2 separate regions of the Zea mays genome follow, and region 2 is linked to region 1. A link is a contact called in public Hi-C data. All regions are on one chromosome and are shown on one strand. Each heading gives the region's core, a stretch centred on a gene start, on an enhancer-like site or on the middle of the called end of the contact. The rest is flanking DNA. Distances are from core to core; before and after follow the strand shown. Region 1 has its middle 19 kb from the start of LOC103627501. Region 2 holds the start of LOC103627503 (ethylene-responsive transcription factor ERF039).

Evidence for each region. Hi-C and Micro-C count contacts between places; a contact is called where the count stands out from the background.
Region 2: a Hi-C map of ear shows a contact between it and region 1, with 2.0 times the contacts expected there. The contact joins the promoter of LOC103627503 here to the enhancer-like site in region 1. A contact is called at or near these places in 3 of 25 Hi-C or Micro-C datasets (ear and leaf).

What each region holds. Positions count from the first base shown.
Region 1 is chr5:196,124,086-196,130,966 of Zm-B73-REFERENCE-NAM-5.0, forward strand. No RefSeq gene overlaps it. Among protein-coding and RNA genes, the nearest start is that of LOC103627501, 19 kb to the left of the region's middle. Within about 2 kb of position 3,411, at least 15 of the 20 cell types and tissues checked have an H3K27ac peak or open chromatin away from gene starts, as enhancers often do. A contact at or near this core is called in ear, where this site is marked.
Region 2 is chr5:196,209,509-196,216,389 of Zm-B73-REFERENCE-NAM-5.0, forward strand. It overlaps LOC103627503 (ethylene-responsive transcription factor ERF039), which reads left to right and starts at 3,593. Exons shown (of 1, transcript XM_008647790.3): 1 at 3,593-5,012. The coding sequence starts at 3,897. The coding sequence ends at 4,583.

The sequences.
Region 1 (6,881 bases), core at 2,161-4,660:
CAGATAATTGCGAGCCCAACAGCACCTTCTGCTCTGCTATGTCCTCACACAATAGCATGGGCTTCGGCTGATCTGCTGAAGCTGCCTTCTCCCTTCTGAATTTGTACTGTTCACAAGCTTCGGTTCCATCTATATTATGGATTGCCTTGGAGTCGGTCCAGCTTCCTTCGGCCCTTCTAGCAGCTTCCTGGCTTCCATGGATAGCAATAGGCCCTTGGTCCGAAGGTATCTTCATGCAAAGATAGGCAGGATGAAGGATTGCTTCGAAGGCATTAAGAGTACCACGACCAATAATTGCATTGTAAGGATATTCCATGTCAACAATGTCAAACACAACTTGCTCAGTTCTAGTGTTGTTGATGAATCCGAAGGTTACTGACATGGTGATCTTGCCCAGTGCTACAATCTGTCTTCCTCCGAAGCCACAAAGAGGATGTGTAGCATCATGAATCTTATCTTCTGGCTCTTGCATCTGTCTGAAGGCTTTAGCAAATATGATGTCAGCTGCACTGCCTGTATCGACCAGGACATTGTGAACCAGAAATCCTTTGATAACACAAGAGATAACCATGGCATCGTTGTGTGGGTAATCTTTGAGCTGAAGGTCCTCTTGAGAGAAGGTAATAGGAATGTGAGACCATCTTGATTTGATGAAGGGCCCTTGCACCCCAACATGCTGTACTCTTCTCTGCGCTTCCTTCTTCTGCTTCTTGTTAGCTGGCTCTGAGGACGAGCCACCTGTGATCGGGAGCACCAGCTTCGGGTCCGAAGCAACTCCAGCTTGATTGTTGAACGAAGCCATCAGCTCAGAAAAGTGGAAGTGAGTTCACCGGAGGTGGGCGCCAATGTTGGGGACTTGTTCTCAAATGCTAAGAGTTAAGAACAAGGCAACATAAAAAGTGTTAAGTGTTAAAGTCCTTCGTCCTTCGAAGCATTATGTCCCTTCGGGAAATAATGAGTTTCGAACGAAGGTCATAAGAAACATACCTTCGTAAACATAACAAGTAATGACGAAGGACTCATATAAAGCATGAAATATAATATAAGCATCATCATAGAATCATTTCTATTTTATTAACATGGAAAAATAGAAATGATTTCAAATTACAAATGTACCTTCGGTCCTGAGAGAAGGTAAAAAGTACAAGCGTGACGCAAAAGCAAATGCCCAGTCAGCGTGAACAGTACGGGGGTACTGTTCATCTATTTATAGACACAGGACACAGCCTGTGACGAATTACAATTATGCCCTTTACAAAAGTTTACAACATTATCTTAGACCTCTATGGATAAAAAGGTCATTCTATCTTTATGTCGGTTTGCAACGCCGAAGCTCTATAAAAAGGAACCTTCGGCCATTTCCTGGGGACGATTTCAGCCGAAGCTGCTTCTTCACACAAGGCCTTCGGCGCAACGAAGCATGGGCCCAACAACTATAGATTATGTAAGACCATGATATGTTAGCAATATAACAGGAGAGATCATGTCACCCTGACATCTTGAATGAGCTGATTCAACGACACGCCATCACCAACAAGAGGACAATACGATATGCAGTGGGGTCTTACCCCCACAATGCTAGGCCCAAGCATCATCGTTGTAGTCACGTTTGCTAGTCCAACGCGTGCATAATGCCTACATGATTAGCATGTATAGTTGTTGTAGCAGCTAAAACGATAGATGTTGTATCGTTGTCTTTTCATGGGGATGGAGCCTCACAATCACTAAGCATCTGTAATACCCTGTCCACTGTTGGATCGACGATACTTACTTCTAACACCCTCTAGGATCATAGATCATCCTCACAGACTAACACGAGTCTTTTGTGCGCATTTTGTCCTCACTCATGTGCACCTGAGGATACTTCCCTGTCGATCACCCATCCCAAGATTGCTCTAGGCCAAGCACGCTTAACCCAGAGGTTCTTTTGAGACAGACTTCTAAAAATGAAGATGTACCTTATTGTTATAAATACTCTATTAATTCTATTAAGCCTTGGAGCAGGATATAACACAATCCACCTGGATCAGAACATCACAACATCAAAGTGAGGGCTAGAGAGGTGTTCAAGGTGGACAACATCAGATATATGGACATGCAACATGGATGTTGGGCGATGAGTAACGCTGAAGGCTCGAGGAGGGAAGATGTATGATGGTTTAGAGATGGCTAAGCCACGTCACTGACCTCTGAAGTCAGGTGTATGGAGGTGGTGGTACCTTTAGCCGTCGCTGGGAGGTGTCGTCGGGTGGGAGTCGAGCGACGGGTGGTGCCCCTGAATAGAAAATAAAATGATATAATCTTATAAACAATGACAATTTGGCAATTGGGTAATATTTTGGAAAATCTGTACGTGGAGAATATGAAAAATCAAGGGAAGGAGATTCTGGATTGAACTAGCGAAATATGTAGATTTTTAAGAATCTATTCAACCCATGCACTCTAATGATTGGGATTTTGGTTTTTTGGCAACGAATCTGGCTCATAAAGCTAAACCAAACATACCCTTAGTCTTTCATTAAGGAGATCCATTGATATTTTAGAGAAACTATTTGTATTTATTGCTAATTGTGTTATAAAACTTTCCGCTACCAGTGTGTGATCTGGCTGTACATGCATGTCTCTACTCTCTACATTGGACTAGGTCGTCGCAGACTTATACGTACATCAGAGACCTAATTAAGGAGGTCGTACGTCTAGCTTATGAGATTTGGGCGGACGATCCTAATGTTTATTGTGAACTCAATAATGATGGATTGATGTATGATATGACACCATCGAACGGTCGGTCCCTGCCAATTTATAAGATTATCTGGCGGCCCATGCATGCAAGGATCGCCGTCTCTCAATAATCCTCTTTTCACTACTTTAGCTACGACAAATCCGTATGGAAAAGCACTAGCAGCTAGCAAGCTAAGCTAGCCACAGGATGTAAAGTGTGCATGAGCGTTTATATTCACGTAATTGTTTTTGTCTGGGAACAAAGTGTATGTGCACGTTAAAGAAAGGACGACACGTAATTATCCACGCCACGTAGCTAGCCGATCGACCTACATGCTGTATGGAATGGGTGCCTAAAAAAAGGGTGATCCATCGGTCGACGACCACATGCCTCTTTTGCAATGCAACAACAACCGCGCGCGCACCCACCCACCGTACCCCGCGCGCATGCATGAGAAACGTGGACTACGACCCTCTGATCGGTACATATATATACAGTAACACTGCTGCGTACCGTCGACCAGACCCCAAACGTGCAGTAGCACAAACTGTATGTACAGCGGTCTCACCTGCCATATATAGACGTCTGCATAAACTGTATGTAGTACATGAACAGTAGCGTGCAGAGATCGATGAGGTGTCTCTGGAGCCCGGCCGGCCTGTGGCGCGGTCGTTCCGCACTGGCTGCTGCAGAGAAACCGTACCGTACGTGGCGTCCGCATCGGACGACAGTGCCATGCTGTACGCTGCCCATCAAGCCGTGCTACCTGCTGGCAAGCCGATCGATCGAGCTTTCAGTGGACTGCAACTGCTACCCCTCGCGGACGCTTCCTCGAATCTGCCATCGCGCGTGCCAATTGCTGGTCTTAGTTTAAGTTCGATCGGCGAGGTTAGTGGTGCGCGCGAGGCACATGAGGGTGGTTTGTTTAGGGGTTTACTCGCTTATCAGTCAGTGTTCATGTGAGGCTAGCTAGCTAGGGCCGGGCGACTGGGCGCGAGCCAGCGCACCAGCTAGCTTTGGAAAAGGCGTTCGAGCACTGGCGATGCGCGAGATTATTACTCCCTCCGTTTCTTTTTATTTATCGCTGGATAGTGCGAAATTGCACTATCCAGCGACAAATAAAAAGAAACGGAGGGAGTAATATATAAACAATAAAGTAATTGCATTGGTGGCGGTTTGTTTATTTATTTGTACAATATATGCAAATCGCGAGGCCGGGGCGCGCGCGCGAGAGAGAACCATTAAACAAGCTGGGCCGGCTTCTTTTTCCTCCGGCAGGTCGCCGATCGGTGAGCTGGGATACACGTATTCATGTCGACCGCCTGTGGAAACGGTTGACGGCGATATACTACGGGCACGGGCGTCTCAAAATACGGGATCTGGTCAGGGAATCCCGCGCGGCGCGCAGTGCAGCTACAGTACGTCAGTACTACGTGCTCTTCCGGTTGTTCTTGACTCCTAATTAATAAGCATAATGTAGACTAAGGGCGCACATGCTTGATCGATGAGAGCGAGAGCAACGGGAGCTGATTATTCATGGTCGATCCAGTCGCCTTTTACCACCACTATAATCACATGCGCCGAGCTTCTGCTTACACAGTGATGCAGTGCAGCAACAACAACACGTGTACTTAGCGGCCGGCGATGTGCTTTTCCATCACATCGTCGGTGTCGTACGTACGTATATGCGGTTTGCATTATTGTAGCAAGCCTCTGCTGGCCGTATATATGTAGCGAGCAAGATCCAAATCTTCAGGATCTCTGGGTGGAAGATTCGGGGCATATTTTTAATCGCTGCACGAGCCTAATTTAGTGCTCTCTCCTCTAGTAGGTCGTCGTACTAGCGAACAGAAGTCGGTCCTGGCAGTACTACTTCATTAAGCTCGCTAGCTGTTTCAAGCCTACGCACATATAGGCAGCATCACACGTACACAGGCGCCCATGAGCCAATCCATGGGCATGCTCTGAATCTATGGGACTTGACACTTGAACCAAATTCCGGAGATTTTAAGTTTTCCCTCCGTTCACGAGCTAGCTAACCCTTAAATAAACGAGAAAATTAAAATGCTAAATAGCGCTAGGGTGTTTAGTTTGGTACCTAGCACTCGAATGATTTCAGCCTATGCTAAAACACCATATGCCGTGCCGTTATAGTGTCTAGCTGTCATAAATTTAGTAGAGATCTAGTCAAATGCTAGATCTATACTCTTACGTCATTTTGTGCCGGTATGCTGACATTGCATGCTTATGGTGTGCTAGTGGCGCATGCATGTGGTTGACTTTATTTTAACCATCCATCCCGCCCTTTAGCTATATGTTACCTTTTCTTTTCTTACACCTAATTTGTAGCTATTATAAAATTTTGTTCGGTTTACACCACACTTACATTAAAGTTACAATCATTATTTTGGTGTAACTTCTAGATATATAGACTTAGTGTAACTACATAACTATTTGAAAATTCTTTATTTTATCCATTTATTTTTTAAATTTGTATGTATGTCCGCTTTTAAATTTGGTGAAGATCTTTTTATCTGCAACTCATAGAAATTATAATCTTATCTTTATTTATTTGGAATAATAGCAAACGAGCACCTTGTTTTTCATTATTGGTATGCTATATAGTTTGCGACACTATTGTTGACTTTCCAGCCTCTACTTTGACCATTTTACTCCTAGTCACAAAAGGGTAAAATTTTGGATAACATACTTCCCTTGAAACACAGTTGTGACAAAACCACCATACAATTGTATGACTATGGAACAACTTTGATAAGGCATATCTAAGATATCATATGTAAATGTTCAATAAGAATCTACACAACACTAATAATCGAGAACAAATATTAAAAAAATGAATACATGTATACTAAAACACCATTCCTCAACCACCTAAGAGCAACTCAAAGAGATTCTCTATATTCTTTATAATGGTTGGAAATAAAGATTTTGATGGAAAAAATGCCCTCCAACAACTTCTTTAATTGGTTATTCAAATATAGCTATATTTTTATTCCAAATTTCTCGCTAGCCAAAGATAGACAACGAAAATAGCCTTCTAGAGTGCATGTTAGAGCTCTATTTAAGTATTCTTCTAGTCACCCTATGGTTTGAATTGCCAAACACAACCCTTAGTCCATGTTGGAGCTCTATTAAGGTATTCTCATAGTCACCAAGCCTCCCCATGCTCATGGTGTTGGGCTTAACATAAAGGCTCCCATCAACCAAGGCAAGTGTCGCTAGCTACTAAGGATCACCACTTGTCATCCAACTCTTTTGGTGGCCAAGGTGTCGTCCACTATATATGAAGTTTGTCCACTAAGTAAAGACTCTTATTGTCTCCTGCACACCAAGTCATCATTGCGCCACACCAAGCTTGGAAGATCATTGACATCACTAGAGAGACACCAAGCCTTAAACTATTCTTGAACACTAATAAATATAAGGGCACTGACTGAATTAACTCTCTCTCTCTCTCTCTCAAGGTAAGTGAAAGTCGTCTAGAGGGGGGGTGAATAGACAAAACCTGAAATTTATAAACTTAAACTCACACTAAGGCCGGAGTTAGCGTTAGAATTAAATCCGTGTTCGAAAGATAGTTCTCCTTGCTTAGAGTTACTCAATCAATGTGGATAACGTTTGGGAGCAAACTCACATCAATATGAGCAAGAGAACTTTAGAGAGAGGAAAGAAGGGAAACAAATCAAGTGAAGATCAACAAGTGGACACAATGATTTGTTTTACCGAGGTTCGGTTCCAAAGAACCTAGTCCCCATTGAGGAGGCCACAAAGGCTGGGTCTATTCTAACCCTTTCCCTCTCTCAATCGGTCACACAGACCGGTCGAGGCTTTTCCTTAATCACTTGGGTCACTAAGACCCGCAAGGATCACCACACACTTAGGTGTCTCTTGCTAGCTTTACAAAGCACTTAGAGAATTAAGAATAGAAAGGAGAAAGCAATCCAAGCAACAAGAGCAACAAAAGAAAAATAAACACACTCTCTCTCTCAAGTCACTGAGCGATTGAGTTGATTTTAAAACTTGGAGAGGATTTGATCTTTGGAATATGTCTTGGAGTGAAGTATTTTGCTCTTGCAATGAATGTGGAGTTTAGAAAACTTGGATGTCATTGAAGGAGGTGGTTGGGGGGTATTTATAG
Region 2 (6,881 bases), core at 2,343-4,842, 86 kb after region 1:
GAAGAGGGAGTCCGACTAGACTTAAACTGTAGTTATATGATGGCTTGGATGCCTACTCAAAAAGCTTGGCCATGTTCAAGTAGGACTTAAGCATGTTGTGTTGTTTTTCGGATAATTTGGGCTAGATATTGAAAATTTATTGAAATTCTTGATGAGATGGTTCAACATGTCTTCAGAAGAAGCTGGAGCACCTTGAATTGCCTTGATCTCGACAAGACATTAACTAAGTGCGAGGAGAGAGGTTGGGATTTCCATGGCGAGATAGAGGAGATGGAGAGGCAGATTGTGTGTGAGAGAGAATATAGAGAGTGAATGAAACAATTGAGCTAGGGTTTTTAACGCCACATGAACGGTTGTGGCAAGGTGACTTATATATCCCTCCTCTAATGGAAAGATCTTGTGGTTTAGGAGAAAATAAGAGTGTCAAAAACTAAGGTCCTATTTAGTAATGCATCTTTGAAATACTATAGTTTTGAAACACCATAGTGTTGAGGGCCTTCATCCTTTGAATGTCCTCAAAACACTAATTAACCATTGCTTACTGATACATCTCTAAAGTATTACAGATGCTTCAGCAAAAACCACCTTCAGAATGAATCAAGCAAAGGCGAAGGTATAAGCTTCGGATAACAACATAAAAAGACAAAGATGGAAGCTATAAGAAGCCGAAAGAAAGTGTCCACAGATTCTGGAGACGAGATGATAGAGAGAAAGGACACTATTACCCGTATCATGTTTATAGTCTAAATGTTTAAGCTTTAGGGCACAATTGTAATACTACCAAAGATGTATTTCGTACCTATAAATAGATGAACAATGCTCCACACAATTTGATCCTTTTTTGGATGCGAGATCTCAACTTTGTTACATCTGGTCTTTGAAGTGTCTTTGTGCTGCTTTATATCAAATGGTCGTATGTAAACTTGTTTAAACAAGGAAAGGGAAGATGGAATAAAATACTGAGAAACATGAGACGAGTTTTAATTTTATGTTCAATGGTTCATTTATGTTTCTATTTTCGTTTTTATCTTCTCTTGGAACCTTCGTCTTCAAGATAACATTCTGGAGAAGTGTTAACTTAGAGACGAAGGTTCAAACTCCCGAATCTTTGTTGCCTTGTTTTTTATATCATATAGCAATCGAAAACAAGTGACCAACACATAGTTTACAATTGTACATGACACGCGTACTACAATATCACTTCACCATAGTAAAACCACACTATTACTTAAAATCGAGATCTATTTGGTTCCATTGGAAAACCAAAGTATGCGTTGAGAGAACAAAAGAAAACTGAGTTTCTGAGTGGAGGTCCAAAAACATCATAGTTTTGGCTAGATCGTGGTATTTAAAACTGTGGTTTGATTGTACCAACCAAACAAACTTTGGCTTCCAATACCACGATATCATCAAATATTGTATTGCTTCAAATTGCAAAATTACTAAGCTTCCAAACAGAGCCTAAGAGTCACGCCGCTCTTGTTTCCGTTGTTAGGATATCTCCGGCAAACCGTACATATAGTCGTTCGAAACATTGTTTTATATTGTAGAGTGTATGTATTGTTTATAGAGTGAATTTTAAAAATATAAGATAAGATATGAGATGCAACAGACAGAAGCTGGAGACAACCTTAGGCTATCCCTAGCAGCTCCCCCATCCCATTACCTGTCTCATCCACTATTTCAATCTTCACTCCGCAAACAACGTGATCTACAGTGCAAATTCCCCATTTTTCATGATCCACTGAAGACAACCTTAGAATGGAATGTTTCGGTGATGACACTATGGACTAGAGATGGCAACGGGTACCCGAAACCCGTATACCCAACGGGTTTCACCCGACATAAGGGCTGGTATGGGATAAATTCTTTACCCGTGGGTACGTTAATAGGCATGATATTGTACCCAACAGGTAGACGGGTACAGGTATAGGTATGTACTACCCATACCCATGTACCCACGAGTATTTTACACCTGTCCCAGCCATAGATATAATCTACTCAATTAAGTACATATAAATGTATATTAGCAAAAAAAATATGATCAACTTGCATGTTTCTACATTATTCATTATATTTTCTTCTTTTATTTACTCATATTTGACGATTTATAATTTTAAATATGACATATATTTATTATATTTGTGATATTCAATATGTGTTTAGTGGGTATCTAATCGGGTATAAGTTACCCGACGGTTTTTTTACCCATGCGGGTGTGGATATGGGTACAATTTCATATTCGCGAGCGGATACATGTTTCTTCACGGTATAACTTTATCTCGTGAGTATGAATATGGATAACCACTATCTAAAGGGTACGTGTACATTGTCATCCCTGGTATGGACTGATGTATAGGCTCGAGCACAAATATGATGGTGCTAAGACCAGACAGGGGCATAAGATATTATCGTGCTGCATAGGACCTGGGCCGTGTTTTTTTATCGGGCCCATACCGGCCCAGCAGATCCGGCTGTTTGGACAACTATTGAACTACAGTTTAAAAATCGCACGTGGTTCGACTGAAATCACGCTCATTTAAAAATCTACCATTGTTCCAGTAGTGAACACCAGTAGTTCTCTACAATACGTCAATGCCCAGCAACGACGCGTACGTACTACGTACACACGTTCCATTCCACGACCGGATTGCTATGTACTACTACTACAACGTATGCTACGGTATTTACATGTTCCCATCAGTATGCTGTACGGGAATCAGAACGGTGGTTTTCAGAGAATATTATTACAAAACAGCTCTGCGATTTGACGACGCATTTGGCAGGACGTGACAGCAAAAGGGTGCCCACAAGGCCACAATACTGACGTGAAAAAAGAACTAAAATGTGTCTGTACATGGGACTTTGGAATATACTTGGTGTTAAGTGTTTAAGGATGTGTTTGGATGATAGAAACGTTTCTAATTTTTTTAAAGTGAATGACCAGAATGAAACATTCATAGACGTCGTTTCTTGCTTTTAAATGAGAATCACCCAAATAGGAGTTTTTTTTACAGTGATTCTATTTTTTAAGAAGACTTCTAACCAATATAGACAAACGGTTTTGTTGATTCTTGTTGAGTGATTCTATTTCCACTGAGAAACATTTTCGACAGAGAATTTATATCTGAAATGTTTCTAAGATAATCGGATCATGCATGTTACAGTTTCATGTAATGTGTAAGCAGGTACTCCCTCCATCGCTTTTTATTTATGGTTCTTATTTTCCAAGAAGTCAAATATACCTAACAAGTTTATCTAAATATGAATAAAATATTAACATCTATAATATATAGTTAGTACTATTAGATATATAATTGAATCTATTTTGAAAATTTAGAAACATAAATGTTCTTTCTATTTTATAATTTTGAAAGTAACTAGTACATTTTCTATAGCGATAAATAATACTCGCTCTGTCCCATGTTTCTAGTCGTTCTAGCCTTCGATTTTTATGTGTATAATCAAATAGATGATAATATATATATATATAACATTAAGTTTTAATGGTAAAATGAATTTTAATTTGGGAGAGTAGACGACAGAGAGGGTTAGAAACAAAGCTTAGGCCCCCAAAAACCAGTGATGTTGTGTCGCAGTGTCCCATCGTCAATCGGCATTCTCCCCGCTGCACTGCCACTGTTCCCTTGCCCTTGCCCGCAGGGAAGAGCGACGGAGCAGCTGCTTTCCTCTTTCCACGTCTCCCTACACCTCATTGCCTCATCATAAAATCCCCTCGCTCCCGCACTCTCAGCTCCCACCTCACCACACCACGCCACACTCGCCTCGTGCCCTCGTCCTCACACAGTCACAGTCCTCCCCCGGCAGCGGCTCTCCGCTGCCAACCAACTCCACCAACACCCCCCACAACAGCAGGAGAAAAAAAGGGACGAGCCATGGCCATGGACTCTTCCTCCTCCGGCTCCGAGCCCACGTCCTCGTCCTCTGCTGAGGCTCCTGCGTCCCCAACCGCGTCGTCCTCCGAATCCTCCGCCGCGGGCAGCAAGAAGCGGCGGCGCAGCAAGGACGGGCACCACCCGACGTACCGCGGCGTGCGCATGCGGGCCTGGGGCAAGTGGGTGTCGGAGATCCGGGAGCCGCGCAAGAAGTCGCGCATCTGGCTCGGCACCTTCGCCACCGCCGAGATGGCGGCGCGCGCCCACGACGTAGCCGCGCTGGCGATCAAGGGCCGCGCCGCGCACCTCAACTTCCCGGAGCTCGCGAACGATCTGCCCCGCCCGGCCACCGCCGCGCCCAAGGACGTCCAGGCCGCCGCCGCGCTCGCCGCGGCCGCGGACTTCCAGGCGCCCGCCAATGCAGCCGCCGCCACGGACCCCGACGACGGCCCGGCCGCCGCCGCCGACTCCGCGTCCGCCTCGCCGCCGCCGCCGCCGCCACAGCTGGACAACCCCGACGACGCTCTGTTCGACCTCCCCGACCTCCTCCTCGACCTCAGACACGGGGCCTCGTCGTGCCAGCTCTCGTGCGCGCCGTCGTGGTACGACGACGCGTGCTTCTCCGGCGCCGGCGCCGGCGCCGGCGCGTTGTTCCGCCTGGAGGAGCCGCTGCTGTGGGAGTACTGAGTGCAGTGAAATAGACTGTTTTGCTCAGTCGACGAGAATCAAGCGCGGCTTCGAGCTGCTGCTGCTTGGTGTGTGGCCATCTACGGCCTAGCTATGGGCTGTAATTGCGGCGGTGGACCAGAGCGCAATCGATGTAAACCATGGAGCAGCGTTGGAGTTGGACCAGCTGGAATGGAACCAAATTAGAGCCATTTCTCCTTTGCGTCTGCTCCTACAGATTTAGAAAGCAAACCACATGTATAAAAGAAAAATCATTCGTCGACCCCGGCCAGCACGTTCCTTTCGCTCCCTCCAGTCTGGTCGTCTGTCTTTGCTTGGATTGTGGGACAAGAATATGGTGCAGCGGCAAGACTAGCCGCGCATCTAGCTCCTTTCATTCTCCGTTGCTCAAAGGGGTTATACTGAATCTTTTTTTTTTTTGTAGTTGTAGCAGGCACACTAGTGCTATATATTTAAAGGCGTTCTAGTCCGATTCGGACTAATGCCACACGAGACGCTTTAGCGAAAGATGATGCACCTTTTAAATTACGGCCGGATTCGTCCACCGATCATCTCCAGCCCAGCACGAAATAAAAAGCGCGCGCACCCATCGTCAGCGAAAGAAGCGAAGAAATTCACCCGAGCAGGCCTTTTCACGTACGCAACAACGACGGCCCCATGCAATGCAATGCAACCTGCACCCTAAACCAAAAGCCGTGGGTGGGATGGCGACCGGCCGGAGCAAGGCGCGCGCGCGCGGTCGAGAGCGGCGGCGACACGGCGCGGAAAGCGGCGTGCATGCATGAATCCCGGCAGAGCGCCCGGCCGGGCTGTACGTAAGACGCGAAGGAGAGCGGTGGGCGGTGGCGCTGCACGTCCTGGCCCATCGATCGCGCGCGCGTGCCGTCGTTTGCACTATGGCGTTCATGCACGCACACGACCGGTGCTACGCGCGCGCGCGGCACCGCTCGATCGGCGGTGGCGCCTTGGACGTTTTCCTCTACGCTAGCGGCGGGCCATAGATAGACGCACACACGGCGCCACCAGCGGGGCCGGGGCGTGGAGTGGAGAGGACAGCGCGGTGGTTGCGCCCGCATAAATGGCACGGTTTCCTGGCCGGGCCGGGGGGACGGGCGACGTCGATCGTACCGCGAGGATAAGGCGAGATCTCGAGGGCGTGCCTCCCGTCCGTCCGTCCGTCCTGTTCTTCGTCGTCGTCGTCGCCCTCAGCAGCAGCTCGCTCGCTTTATCCACCTTGAGTGACGAGTTAATGCCTGAGTGCTGCTGACCTGACCAAGTGACCACCATACCATCCTGCTCCTTTGGACCTTTGCGCGCGCGGAGGACAGTTGGTGCTGGCACGCACGGCAACCATGCACGACGACACAGCGGCAGGCTTGTTTGCGATCGTGGTGTGGCTGTACACCGCCACGGAGCGAGGTGAGCACGGGTGGCTGGCAGCGTACGTCAGGCCCGGGTCGTGCTGTACGGGGCGGCTCTGTACACTGTTGGCGAGTCGTCCATGTTTTCCGTGCACGAGATCTTTGATATATGCCGCACGTACAGTCGTGGGTGCTTCTTGCTGCTCTCATTTCATCTCTTATATATATTATGCTGTACCGTACATTTTAATCGAATCAAGTATGTGTTTCACCCACGGTTTACAAAACCGTTTCATATATAAAAACCGCTACCCACCGGTACGGTTTACCAACGGTAAACCGGTAAAAACCGACCGGTTTGACCAATTCAAATTAATTTGAATTCGAAACGGTTTACCGGCGAAAAACCGGTGAAAAACCGCTCTAAACCGCCGGTTAACCGCGAAACGAACCGGTTTTTGCTGTTTTTTTACAGAAAATGAAAATTTTTGACAAGATTTATTTGTAGTTTTCTCAATTCATATTGCATAGTAAATATTAATTGATCCACACGACATGTGTTCACCAAAATAACATATAACATACATATACAACCATAAACTTCAGTTCTCATGCAACAAACAACCAACGAACTTCACAATACTCAAATACAAGTTCTTTTACAACTCTCCAACGAGATAACGACACATAGATCGACTTTTTTCACAATACTCACATGTTTATCTCGAGTCATAGTGATAGTACTAAGGCATGTTGGAAGGATCGTGATATTGTTCCAATCCGTTATAGTGATAGTGATAGGTCTATACAAAATATATGAGATACATTAACGAGAAAACAAGAACGACAAATAAATATTTATCCACAAGGAAAAAAATATACTGGTATGTGTGTTTGGTGTTTGTGTATTGCATGTGCACCTCACCAACTGTTGGAC